2 separate regions of the Tursiops truncatus genome follow, and region 1 is linked to region 2. The links are chromatin contacts, called in public Hi-C maps. All regions are on one chromosome and are shown on one strand. Each heading gives the region's core, a stretch centred on a gene start, on an enhancer-like site or on the middle of the called end of the contact. The rest is flanking DNA. Distances are from core to core; before and after follow the strand shown. Region 1 holds the start of ZNF317 (zinc finger protein 317). Region 2 holds the start of TSSK6 (testis specific serine kinase 6).

What was found. Hi-C and Micro-C count contacts between places; a contact is called where the count stands out from the background.
Region 1: a contact with region 2 is called in a Hi-C map of spleen, with 5 times the contacts expected there. The contact joins the promoter of ZNF317 here to the promoter of TSSK6 in region 2. A contact is called at or near these places in 2 of 2 Hi-C or Micro-C datasets (blood and spleen).

The regions. Positions count from the first base shown.
Region 1 is chr3:160,952,081-160,954,780 of mTurTru1.mat.Y, forward strand. ZNF317 (zinc finger protein 317) reads right to left here and starts at 1,321. Exons shown (of 7, transcript XM_019930791.3): 1 at 1,158-1,321.
Region 2 is chr3:160,692,865-160,695,644 of mTurTru1.mat.Y, forward strand. It overlaps TSSK6 (testis specific serine kinase 6), which reads right to left and starts at 1,461. Exons shown (of 1, transcript XM_004312328.4): 1 at 1-1,461. The coding sequence starts at 724. It overlaps NDUFA13 (NADH:ubiquinone oxidoreductase subunit A13), which reads left to right and starts at 1,549. Exons shown (of 5, transcript XM_033854061.2): 1 at 1,549-1,687. The coding sequence starts at 1,594.

The DNA.
Region 1 (2,700 bases), core at 71-2,570, 260 kb after region 2:
ATTGTAAAATTCAATGGCATAATGATGCCAATATTCTCAAAATCCATATATATATTCAACACAACTTGAAAACAAAACCCCGGTATGTGGAACTTCGTAAACTGACTAAAATTTGAGTCACAAAATACCTGAAAAAGAATGGGTAGGTAGGTGCATATAATCTTCTACAAGATATTTGGAAATATCTAAATTAAAATGGGTACTTCCATCAATATGGAAAGAGGGTGTCTCTGAAAATACTTTAGTGTAAGTCCACCTACAAGTAATTACCAAAATTAGTAAATACATTTTTGAGAAAACATATAAGCAGTAAAATCCAGGAAGAAAATCATGGGGAAAGAGAAAGACGCAGTTTAAGAGAATACAGGTTTCCGAGGTTTCAAATACTTATTTTTCTTGGCCTGGTTTGCAGATTCACTTTATTTTTCTTTTAATTTTCTGTGTTTTCATATTTTTGTGGGACATATATGTCCTATATTCTGATAAAAGAATTATTTGAAGGGAAAAAAATAAACAGGAAGTACCAAATAAGGTGGTAAAGATCAACGCAAAATATTAGTAATCACAATAAATATTAATGGACTAATTCTCAAATTAAACAACAATGTTGAAGTGCATTTTAAAATCTAGTTATAAGCTATTTACACGAGAGTCAACTAAAGTAAATAAAGATAAATAACTGAAATGTTTAAGTGTAAAAATTATTCAAGATAAATGGTAACAGAAAGAAAACCAGTGTGCTCCTATTAATGTTAGACAAAGCTGACCACAAAGCAAAAGGTAGGTAGTTTATCCTTGCGGTCTCCAATTCCTGACACACACACACATACACACACACACACACACACACACACACACACACACACAAAATAATGTCCTGAATTCACTTCGGCCGGGCTTTTCTGTCCCCATCCCAAGATGTCAGTTTTTTTTGGACCAGATCACCAGTGCCTCCCCCTTGTCGCTAAATACAGTGGTCCTAAACTTCATCACTAGCGTTTCATACCGCTTATCACAGGATCTAAAACACACTCTTCCTGGCTGCCTGGCTTCCCGGTCCCAGGTCCCTATCCCCCGATACCCCTCTCTGCCTTATGGCCTCTCTTGTCCTCAGGAAAGCGGGGAGTAAAGGGTTAAGTGAGGAAAGCGGGTCTTACATCACGGAGGGTAGAATCACGGGGAGCAGAGGTCACGGAAGCTGCTGCCGAAGGGACGAGAAACTCATTGAAAGGTCCGGTCTGTCGCGGGGACCAACAGCTCGGAAGTAGCCGCGGTGGACCGCTCCTCTGCCCATGTGTACAGCAGCAATCGCCTCCGGAGAGTAATGGCTTCCGCTTCACTTCCGCCTTCTAAGTGTCGCGGGACTTCATAACCGGCCTCTAACCAGGAAGCACAGACGGAAAGGACTCTGGGAAATGTAGTTCTGGAGTTTAGACGGGCATGGCGGGGGTACCTCGGTGGAAACTGCGGATGGCGCTAATTTCCCCCCAACTTCTAATTGTTCAAGTGCCTCGGGACTCAGTTCTCAGGCCTCTTTTCGTCTTATAATCCCTGTGGTAGCACTGAATCTTACCTCTTTAAGTACTGTGTATACACTCAAGAGTCAAAATTCCATCCCACACCTCTGCCCTGAATGCCAGACAGAATGAGATATTCTCTCTCCACTTGGGTATTTTAGAGACACATTTAAAGTCCACAAATCAAACTCCTGACTCCACCTTATCAACTTCAAATAATAGCAACCCCACCTTTCACATGTCCATTGTAAACCTTGGCAACATCATGGACCCTTCTTTGTCCCATTGATCCAACAGGCAACGCTCAGCTCTACCTTGACCATCAATCCAGAATCTGATTGCTTTGCCAGAAATGTTTTTCTTGTTTCTGAGTCATGAAAGATCACAGCAGGACTTGAAACTGGCCCTCCTGGGCAAAACACCCTTTCTGGGTCCCCCATTTCTTATTTGTAGGATGAAGGCTTCAGCCTCCTAGACTTTCCCTGAGTTCCAAATGGCAGATTCAAACAGCTGCTAATCAGGGAAACAGGGAATGCAGAAACAATGGAGGAATAGTCAAGAAACTATAGTGCAGTGATTAAAGCAAGATCCTGATCCTCCTCAAGGGATATACATAACAATATCTTTGAGTTCTTTTGAACGAACTAAGGTCCCCAATAAGGCCCCCACCCAAGTGGACGATGGTAACTTCTGACTGAGCACAAGATTCCTTTAACACCGCCCTGTTACCTCACCATCAACCAATCAGAAGAAAGTCAAAAACCCTGCAGCCCTCACCCCCAAATTTTGCCTATAAAAACTTCTCCCAGGAAACCACCAGATAGTTCAGACTTTTCAAGCATAAACCACCCATTCTCCTTGCTTGGCCCTGCAATAAACCTGCCTCTGCTCCAAACTCCAATGTTTTGGTTTGTTTGGCCTCACTGTGCTTCAGGCACAAGAACTTGTGTTCAGCAACAAGAGCCTTTCAGTAGCTCTGAAGGGACTGCTTCAAAGAGGTAGGGGGAGAAGCCAGTATATATATGATTTTTGGCTAGGGAATACATGCAGTTAAGCACATATCTCGGTAAAAGATTATTACTACTCACAAGGAACAGATATCTCAGTTAATGATTTTAGTGCTTTTCTATGTATGGGAAGATCCAAGAATCTGGGTTCATTAAATTTCTTCTTGAAATATACT
Region 2 (2,780 bases), core at 211-2,710:
CCTTGCAGTGCTCAGACAGCTCGAGGCCATCGGGGTAGAGAACGCCGCGCTTCTGACGCCGGGGCAGGCCGGCGATGTCGGAGTCGTCGAAGGGCATACACCCGGTGACCATGACGTAGAGCACAACACCCAGGCTCCATATGTCGTACTTCTTGGGGTCGTAGGGGATGCCGAGGAGTACCTCGGGCGACGCGTAGGCGGCCGAGCCGCAGTAGGTGGTGCTCAGGTCGGGGTAGCCATGCGCCTGACGGCCGAAGCCGAAGTCAGTGAGCTTGACGCGGCGTTCATCAGGGCTCAGCAGCACGTTTTCGCACTTGAGGTCGCGGTGCACCAGGTGGTGGTCGTGCAGGTAGCGCACAGCACCGGCAATCTGCCCGAAGAGGTCGCGTGCCTGCCCCCCGGGGATGCGCCCGTTTCGCTGCACGGCCTGCAGTAGGTCGGTGGCGGCCGCCTCCATCACGATGTACAGCTTCCCGTTGCACACCTCGATGAACTCGAAGACGTGCACGATGTGCGGGTGCCGCACGCCCCGAAGGATGGACAACTCGCGTGGCAGGAACTTGTTGACGAAGTCTGGCGGCGCGCGCCGCCGGTCCACCACCTTGATGGCCACCGGGCCCTTGTATTTCTTGGACGTGGCCACCTTCACCTTGGAGTAACTGCCCTCGCCTATCGTGCGGCCCAGTTTATAGCCGAGTTCGCTCAGAAGCTTGTCGCCCGACATAGTGGCGCCTGAAGCGCGTGGGGAGCAGGAGGCGGCTGCTGTCAGTGGGCGGCCGGACTCCTATCTCGGGCCTAACCCATGGCACTTGGCACCTGCACACCCCCACCCCCATGTGCCCACTCCCGGGCCCCCACCGCCGCGGTGCCCTTTATTGCCTAGGTAACAATTTCTGCCTTGTGAAGTGAACGCGGGCGTCACCCCGCCTCGGGGTGGGGCCCCAGACCCCGCCCCGTGGTGCCCCCCAAGGCCCTAGCTAGGGCTTTGTGACTCATGATCACGCTGAATGGTCCAGTTCCCGATGAGAGGACACTAGCAAGGAGTCCCGACCACCACGGGGAGTGGAATCCGTGCCTGGGATTGGGTCCTCATGAGTCCGAATTGGCTCCTCATGAGTCCGAATCTGAGTAGCAGCCGTCCCCCAACTTCTGTACTCAGCCCTGACCCTGTGAAGCCCTGGGCTGCCCACAGGGCCCCCCGAGGGGGAGAAAATGGGGAAGAGATCTGAGGGTTTCTAACTGGCCTGCACATCGCCCCAGAGGTAAGGTGAATGGGTGGTCCTTTGGTGCAAGGACCCTGGCGACCGGCCGGGCTGCAGGCTTTGACACCGACTAAGCCACGCCCCGTGTGGGAGAAGAGAAAATAAGGACTCTACGGCCGCAGCTGGGGCGTGCAGTCGATCCCGGGCCCAGCTATCCGAGCTCTCTCACGCACTGGGGTAGGTAGGTGCACCGGGGTAGGTAGGTGCACCAGCGCCCTAGGTTTCGCAGCCGTGTGCGAGACCGGCGCGACAGCTTCCGCCACACTCATTATGGCGTTGGCCGCCGTTGCGTAACTTCCTCCCGCGACCGGAAGTGCAGGGTCCTGTAAGTATGGCGGCGTCGAAGGTGAAGCAGGACATGCCCCCGCTGGGGGGCTACGGCCCTATCGACTACAAGCGGAACCTTCCGCGTCGGGGACTGTCGGGTCAGTGTCGCCCTGCGCCGGGGTGTCAGGGTCTGGGCCTTCTGGGTGCCTCGGCGGGGTCGGGACGCCGGGGAGTCTAGCGGGCCTCAGTTTCCCTCTCCATATGACGGGAAGCGGAGTTCCAGGATCCCCAACAGCTTCAGTACTAACAATAACGACAACTGCTGCAGTTTGTCGAGCATTTACTAAGCCCTTTGTCTCCTCGGAACAGCCCAAGAGGTCGGTCCCGTTAATTATTCCCATTTTACAATTGATGAAACTGAGGTTAATTTAGCCCGCGCCGCGATCCTTCCGCCACGTTCCAGTTTCACAGGTGGGGAAACTGAGGCCCGAGAGAGGATGCGACCTCCCCACGGGGCCACCCAGAGCAAAGCTGGGGCCGAAACCCGGAATACCGAGGGAATTTAAAAGATGGTCTGAAAAAAAAAAAAAGAGAAGATGTTCTGTGCAGTGGTTCCTCTCTGGTGGCCCCCAACTTCAGGCTGTCCCAGAATTATGTGTTCTTAAAATTGTCCAGGGTTCTAAGTAACGTTTTAAAATTTTTTATTGGGTTTAACAAAAAAATGTAAGCGAGAAAGTAAAAGGCGCCCATACTCTGCACCCAAGGATAACAGAGAAATACAAAAAATGTAAAACGAGTTAAGAATGAATACTTTGTTGCAAGTCATTGAACTTTACATTTAACCATGCGCATGTTGTGCAAATTATGCCTCAATTAAAAAGCAAAAAAATTCATGGGCATGGTTTCAAAAAAAAAAAAGTTATAATTCAGACAGTAGAAAAGTCACTGTCAGGTGAAAACTCAGGTCTTCTCCTGCCCCTTCTTGGCTTTTTTCTAATCCAGAACAAAGGTTGGCAAACTTTATCCGTAAAGAGCCGGCTAAATAGTTCGTGCTTTCTCTGCCAGATGGTCTTTATCCACTATTGCTGCTTTTTTTTTCAACTTTGCAAACCTAAAAGTGTTCTTAGCCCGAGGGACATACAAAAACAGGTTACAGACTAGATTTGGCACCACGTGGGCACTCGACTCTAGACTCATTCCTAGATTCAACAAATATAAAGCAATCTTTGAGTCTCTTCTTGACACCCAGGT